Regions from separate parts of the Capsicum annuum genome. Here region 1 is linked to region 2. A link is a contact called in public Hi-C data. All regions are on one chromosome and are shown on one strand. Each heading gives the region's core, a stretch centred on a gene start, on an enhancer-like site or on the middle of the called end of the contact. The rest is flanking DNA. Distances are from core to core; before and after follow the strand shown. Region 1 holds the start of LOC107873211. Region 2 holds the start of LOC107873354 (superoxide dismutase [Fe], chloroplastic).

The links. Hi-C and Micro-C count contacts between places; a contact is called where the count stands out from the background.
Region 1: a Hi-C map of leaf shows a contact between it and region 2, with 2.7 times the contacts expected there. The contact joins the promoter of LOC107873211 here to the promoter of LOC107873354 in region 2. A contact is called at or near these places in 3 of 5 Hi-C or Micro-C datasets (leaf and placenta).

What each region holds. Positions count from the first base shown.
Region 1 is chr6:69,184,356-69,188,623 of UCD10Xv1.1, reverse strand. LOC107873211 reads right to left here and starts at 2,143. Exons shown (of 2, transcript XM_016719967.2): 1 at 1,753-2,143. The coding sequence starts at 1,939. LOC107873212 (a long non-coding RNA gene) reads right to left here. Exons shown (of 2, transcript XR_001675177.2): 2 at 3,839-3,922.
Region 2 is chr6:68,787,730-68,791,670 of UCD10Xv1.1, reverse strand. LOC107873354 (superoxide dismutase [Fe], chloroplastic) reads left to right here and starts at 1,937. Exons shown (of 8, transcript XM_047414766.1): 1 at 1,937-2,165; 2 at 2,262-2,311. The coding sequence starts at 2,114.

The DNA of each region.
Region 1 (4,268 bases), core at 894-3,393, 400 kb before region 2:
TGATAAATAGTGTTGAAGTATATAGTAGTTAGAGGGGTAAGTTTGCATATACTTATACTTAGAGGCGAAATGTTCCGTATAGGTTAGTTTGTACCTGAAAGTAGTTAGTCGGTTAGATTGTACTATCTGTACAAAGTACCTACTAAGTAGTCAGCTCAATACACAGATATTTTCCTTTTGCACAACATCAGTTTTCTCACCCAAAGTCTCGATCAATATCGAGCTTCTACGACAGATTCTAACAAAAAAAAGTTAGTCATTCTTCATTGTGAACAAAACTACACTCTAACAAGTAACATACAACAACAACAAATGTAGTACAGCCCCACAAGTGGGATCTTGGGAGAGTAGAGTGTACGCACACCTTACCCCTACCTTGACAGGTAGAGAGGCTGTTTCCGGTAGACCCTCGGGATCAAGGAAAGCAAAAACATAACATCTATGAAGACATAAGCAGTACTCTAACGAGTAATGTATGAATCACAACTTCAATCACTTAATTAGAAAACCAACTAAAAGGTACTATGATTTGTTTCATGCAATCCTGTAACTAGTACTCTACTGTATCATTTCAAATGCCATCAATAATGGAATAACAAATCCTATATTTGGCATTTCAACCCAACCGGGGGTCTATCGGAAACAGCCTCTCTATCTCACATCTGAGGTAGTGGTATGGACTGCATACACTTACCCTCCCCAGACCCCACTTGGTGGGAATATACTGGGTATGTTGTTGTTGTTGTTGTTGGCATTTCAACCCAAAACGACTCTTGAAAAAATATATTTATCATGTATAGACCAAACTCATCACATTTCAGGTCTTCCAATCTGATCATGAACAAAGAGGGAAATAAACATTGAGGCCAAAAAGTATACGGTATTGAATATGCAACACAATATACTTTTTTTTTCAGAAAAACTATCCTCATACTCAAAATCTTTTAATTTGTATTATATGAATATCATATATAACTTACTTTACACCCAACCAAATACTGAAAAACTAATCCACAGAATTATTTCCCGTGGATTCCTATGTATTAAATGACTGTGGCAGAGTCAACATAGCAGCATCGTTCATCTGAACCTAGTACTTTTACGAGAGCATAAATATATGTGCAAAACTACACTAACTAAAATTGTAACAAAAACTACGAATGAACCCATAACCTTATGGAAAATGCATTTCAGCTTGCAAATTGAGAGATCCACAGGATATGAGGTTCGAAGACTGTATTCATTTTGCAGCATAGATTAACATTTTTTTCCCGAGAAACTATCCTCATCCTAATAATCTATCTTAGAGCTTGTATTGTCTGAATATCATATACTCCTATAACTTACTTTAGTCAACCAAACACTGAAAAACTAATCCAGAAATCTATTTTCTGTGGATTCCTCTGTGCGAAATGACAGTGACTGATAGCAGCCGAGTTCATTGAATCTAGTACTTCTGATGCAAAGCATAAACATATATGCAAAATTACAATAAAATCCCCCCCTCCTCCCTCCCTTTTCTTTTTTACTTGTCACATTTCGCTTAACAAAAGTCAATTTGACTAATTTTCAGAGCTAAATGTCCAAAAGCTATACGAAAAATACTATAAGTTAAAAAGTACATCTTAAAGTATTGATCAAAGTTCATGCAATTTGACTCTTGAGAAACAAAATATGACAAGTAAAAAGGAATGGAAAGAGTAACAAATGCTCCATAAGGTATGAACGTATAAAATTAGGGAAAACGCTAACCAGCTTGCAAATTGGGAGATCCATTGGAAAAGAGAGCCGGAGAGCCGTCAGCAGTAGCGAGCTTTGGAATTTCTGATTTCTTCGTAGTAGTAGCAGCATATGGTGATTTTGAATGTGACAGCTTTGCAATTCCACCGTTCTTCTTCGTTTGCTTATAAAAATTCTTCATATCTGAGTTTGATGCCATTGTTGTCTCTCTGTCTCTCCCCCTCTGTGATTTCAAATTCAAATTTTGAATTTTTCCCTCCAGAAGAAGGTGTCTTTGCCTTTTATAGTGCAAACTTTGGGCCTAGAGGCTTTTTGATTTGGGCTTGGGCTTTTGTAAATTCTGGCCCGTGTGTTTTGGGGCTTTTAGGTAGGCCTTTGATCATGTTCATTGTGAAAAAAATAGAAAAAATTAAATTAGAATTTTAAATTGAAAAATTATACTAGTATTTTCAAATTGAAATTTGTGTTTGGCCGTGAAATAATTCTTTTTTGGAAAAAATTGTGAGTATGTTGAGTGAAAAAAGTGAACAAATATTTTGTGTTGAGTGAAAAAAGTGAACAAATATTTTGTTGTTTTTGGAAAAAGTGAGAACATAATTTTTCAGAATTTTATGGCTTAAGGTGTTTTCAAAGTTCAACTTTAAAAAAAAGTGAAATTTTCATGGTCAGATGTCTCCTAAGCCGCGTGCAGAATGAGTGATCAACAAGAATAGCCTTGAAAGCAGGTACGTGCAAAAACTAATTTAATCATAAATTAAAAAGAAAATATATTATCGGTTCAATGATATTAAGATTATTTTTTTTATCCCTAATTATGTAATAAAGACTTTCTATTTAAATACGAATCCTATTTTCTTTTAATAATATATAATTGATGCTTCATACGTGTTTTTCGTTTTGAAGTCGTTGGCTTGACTGAATTCTGCCTATTAGTGTGAACTATATAAGGCTAAAACCCATCATTACTAGGAACATCTTAAGATATAGCAACAGTAGAATCAAATTACTTCAACTGTTACTAACATCCCATTTGGGTCTCAAACAATACGCGCAAACGAGGAACACGAGGTGATATACTAGGGTGGCTCGTTGTCATTCTATGGGAGCGTTTAGCCATGGACATTATTTCCTCAGTTTCAAAAAGAATTACTATATGTTTTGACTTAACATAAAATTTAAGAAAACAAAAAGACCTTTGAATTTTATGATTATAAATTAAAGTTATGTCAAATGTATAAAAATGTCTTTTAATCTTGTAGTCTTAAATATGCCACATTAAAAGTTGAAATTAAAGTATTGCTAAAAAGGAAAGGTTATATTCTTTTAGACGGACCAAAAAAAAGTAGATCATTTTTTTTAAAATGGAGGAATATTAACTTCTTCTCGAAATATTATTTCACTTTATTTGAAAAACAATGTTTGCCTGTTTGGCTATAAAAATTTCAAATACAATTTGAAGCTTTATTTAGAATTTCAAAAACGACCAAGACGTTGTTTTCACTTATTTATTTATTTTAATAAAATTCTAAAATTTTTATTTTCATAAAATAATCTCATCTAAATTATATTTCATGTTCAAATGTAATATTTTATATTTTTTAAAATATATTTAAATTACAAATGCTAACTGCAAATGCTATGACCAAATATAACTTCAACTTTAAAAATTTTAAATAATTTTTTTTCAAAAAAAAATCATGATCAAAAGCTTACTACATCAATTAAATTTCTTCCCTATCTAGGTTAGCTTTCATTCTAAATTAGATAGTATTGTATTGAGGTCTACATCTAGAGTCCCACCTGCCTAGCTGGTGTGCATGTCTAATTTGGTTGATGAAAAAGCTTTATCGTTTGACTAAAAGAAAAATCCCAAATTTCTCAAAAAATTATGTGACTTTCAATAGCCAAACTTTCAAGGAAAAAGTACACAAGCCCATACTTTAGGTTACCACCATTACTTAAAATTTCAATCCTTTAAACCAATTACATGAATCCCTAATTTTTCTTTTCTATAAAAGGATCATCTAGCATAATTACTTAAACCCTATCATCTTCTCCCCTTCACATCCCAATCGCATCTCTGTAGTATTCCTCGATCTTCATCTCCTCCTTATTTGTCTCTTTATTTCTCCTATTCACCAATCACTCGTTTTCTCTGATGTTGATTAAATCATCAACCCATCTGAAACATTAACATTGTCACTTTCATGAGTACCCAAATATCCCTGATTTTAGCTCAAATGATGATGGGGGATAGATAAGAATTAAGGTCTATTTGATTTACACGAAGCGAGATACATAAGAAGCGCAACACTGGGCAAAGCGGGTGAGGGTATAACAATGTGGTGTAAGAGACTGAGTTGGGTTCTATTTGGTGTCTTGCCGGAGAGGGTTTACTAGCGAAGATAGCCTGATACAGCGACAGAGAGAGTTGGGGGTGGAGTGCGGAGGAAGTTCGGAGATTCGTCAGTGGTGGTTGAAGATGATGTTAATGAAAATACATAAGGATGTTGTATCTGTTAAGAGAG
Region 2 (3,941 bases), core at 688-3,187:
TATATGATATATACATGGTATAAACATTATATTTAACATACTTTGTATATTTCATTTATAAATATAATACTTTATATATTTATGGGTATAAATATAATACTTTGTGTATAAAGATACCAAGTCTTATGGTATATAAAGGTAGCAGTTGCAGTTTAAGGTATAAATTTGTTAAATTGGACATATTTTTTTATGAAATATATGTATCACCGATTTATATTTTTAGCATATATATGGTATAAACTATTTATATTTGAATAGTATAATAAAGATGTACACAATATAATATATATATTCAAATTAAAAATGAGAATAATTTGTGGCAGTGGTAAACTAATCTGCTACAACTTTATTTATTCCATAAATATAGAAAACGATTATCCATTATTAATTACACGAATATAATTCTTTAAACGTCCGTATTACAATAAAAAATTATTATTATTTTTATATTAATTAGGACTATTAACAGTAAAATAATGTTTTAAATAAGGGAGAAAATTAAATAAGGGAGAGAAATAATGATGAGACAGAAAAAAAGATATATATTAATTAGGATAGCATTAAGTTTGAAATTATAATTATCTTGTAATATTTAAAAAGTAATGTTATAAGGAGAGTTTTATGTAAAAGATTGGGGTTATAATAATAAAAGTTGGAATTGAAAAATTGTGAAAACACCAAAAACCTATTTTCCCTTTTTAAAAAAAAAAAATTCAGAATTATTTTCTGAATTTTCATCGCCAAACACCACAATTTTCAACTCCGGAAAAATTTTCCAAAAAAAAAATAAAAATTCATGGCCAAACGGGCTCTTAGATAGTGAAAAAATATTTAATACTGTATCATTAAACGATATCCTCACACTTAGGGGTCGTTTGGTTGAAAAATAAGTTATACTGGGATTAGTTATACTGAGATTATTTTTTATTGAGTATTTGATTTGTTGTATTCAAAGTAATATGCATGGTATAATTTCTAAGAAAAAATTAAGTGATTACAAAAATACCCTCCATCTTATTTAACTCTTTTTTATATAATTTCTTTTCAAGCTTTAAATATTTATTTTTAAAAATAAAACTTTCATCTTATTTAGCTTTAATGTTTTTGTATGTGTCTTTCCATGACTATGCCGTATGTGTTTAAAAAGAACTTACTACATCTTATTTAGTTTGAAATAAAAATTTTCAACTTAAGTTTGTTAAAGTAAAAGAGGATTTATTGTTTATTTCATTTCATTTAAACACATATCACTCATATAATATATTAAGATTTATTTTAATTGATATATACCATAATAATCAATTTTCAAGCGATTATATTTAATTTAAAATATGTAATTCAATAATGGTGTTGATATTTTTATTATTTTTTAGAGAATAATTATTCAAATAAATTTAACGTATAATATATTCATAAATAAAAAGTATATATATGGGTGAATTAAAAGAAATTCTTTATGTAAGGCGGGTCAATGAAAGCGGATAATTGGAGATAATGATGGAATAAGAATTTTGAATTTTAGATTTGAATTTTTGATAAATTATTATATATTACTAATAAGTTTTTAATGTAAATATAAAATTTATATCAAAATTATTAAGTATTTAACTTTTATTAAAATTCATAATTAAAATACTAGTGCATATATATATGTGTGTGTGAAATGAAATCATAGATTTTGAGGGTATTTTAGTCATTATATAATTTTATATCAAAGAAAAATAGTCTTGGGATTGTTATCTCATCAATTGGATAGATAACTTATTTCGAAATTAATTATTAATCTCAAAATAAATTATCTCAAATATTTACAATCAAATATATAATAAGAAAATTTATTCTAAAATTATTATTTTATTTCAAAATTATTCACTTTAATACCTCAAACCAAACGCGCCTATAAGGGTTGGTTGAAGTGTACTACATGGAATAGAGCCGTGTACTGCAGTATATTTGTACTAGCACCACAATAGATTAGCACACTCACCTCACTATGTCGCCACGTTGACAAGAGCCCGAAAAAAAAAAGAAATTACATTAACAAAAGCTAATCAAGTCTAGAAAAGTCCCATTGTTCTCCCAACTTTTGAGTAAACAGAAGTTAGAACTGATAATGGCTGCTGCTAACTCACTGTCACTTACATCTGCTTTTCTTCCTCGTCATGGTTCCATTTCCACATTTCTCTTTCCTCCTTAATAGTTTCTCTATGTTAGACACCTTTTAGAAAAAGCATGACTAGCTAGTTTTGATTTTGATGCAGGATTTCATGGGCCATCTCATAATCAGAACGTACAATTGAGCACCCAAAAGGTATTACTGATGTAGTTGCTTCTGTTATGCGCTAAGTAATTACTTTTCATCCCAATTAATGTGGCACTTTTTTTATTTCAAAATTCAAACAAGACTATCTTTGATTGTAATTTTTTCATGGATCTTTTTAAATTATTTGAATTGTCAATTATTATGACTTATATTACTTTTTACGTAGTTTACAAATATATAAATTTTATTTCACAAAAAAACTGAAGATCTCATGCTCAAATTCACATCAAACTTAAATTGTTCCGACTCTTGAGAAGCGAAAAGTGCCACATAAATTTGTACAGAAGTTATATAGGGTTGTTTGTGAAATTAACAGCAAAATGAGTGGTTTTGATCCGTAATATTTCTGGTGGCAGAAGCAGTTTGCAAGGAAAGCTGTTTCGGGTACAATAACAGCTAAATTTGAACTCCAGCCTCCTCCTTATCCCATGGTGACTTTACAAATTAAAAACTCCTCTTTCGGATAGCTCCTTTTTTGAGTTTATATGCTCCTATTTGTTTGGGTGTTGGAGTGAAATTACTCCACCAGATTGGATATACGAGATTTATATTGCTAATCACAATCAAACCAGTGTTATCAAAAGCAAAATGCACAAAAAAGCCCTAAGGTCCATTGGGGACTTTAAGTGCATAATGGAAATAAAGTGTGGGCTTTAATGAAAAAAAGAAATAGATAACGAAAAATACAAATATATATGTTTAGTACAAGACTAATAATTATAAAGCATGAATGAAAAATATATGGACAAAAAATTTGAATTTTTTTTCTTACGATAAAGTGAAATATCAATTGTTTAGTGTTCCTCTCCTCTGGAGAGGAGAGGCAGGCTCACTGGGAAGGAAATATATGAAGACAGTGAAGTGCATATTAAGCAAAACAAAGTGCTCAACACGTTTTGAGCCTCTCTTCAGCGTTCAGTGCTTAAACGCGCTTTAACTGCACCTTTGACAACACTGAATCAGACACGTAGAAGTTTATGGGTTCTGGATTCTAAATATGTAGCTTTTGCACATATTAAGTGGACTTTTAAATCTAAGTACAGAATTTGAGCAAAAGTTGTTTGGTTCTGCCGAATGCTGAATCCTGTATGGCATAGGCGAATCCCCTATAAACATATTTTTAGAAACATAATGACTGGGATTTTGTTAGAAGATTCGTTTCCAAAATTGCTAATTTTTGTTATGATTCAGGAATTAGGAGTATATAACCTTCTAATGATGTAAAATGTTTGATTCTATCCCCGCCCCACCATTTAGATGATGCTAGATATCAACTTTTGGGATTTAAGATCCCTGAAAGGAAAGATGATTTTGGTTGTGGCCTAAATGATGTGAGTTTATTTATTTTGGGCAGGTTGGGCCTCTCCAGCATGGAACTTTCCTTATCAAATGTTTTCAGTATCAGTATTGGAAGTGTGAACAAGTTCCATTGCATACAATAGTTTTCCTTAAGGACTAAGATGAACATTTATATCACTTATTGCTTATAAATATTTCAGGAAGTAATATCAACCAACGTTATTCTCAAAGCTTGATTCATTTGATATATTTGACCGAGATATGCATATTAGACTTCTTAGGATTCTTATTTCACTCTTTGGAACAGTTTATCAAACAA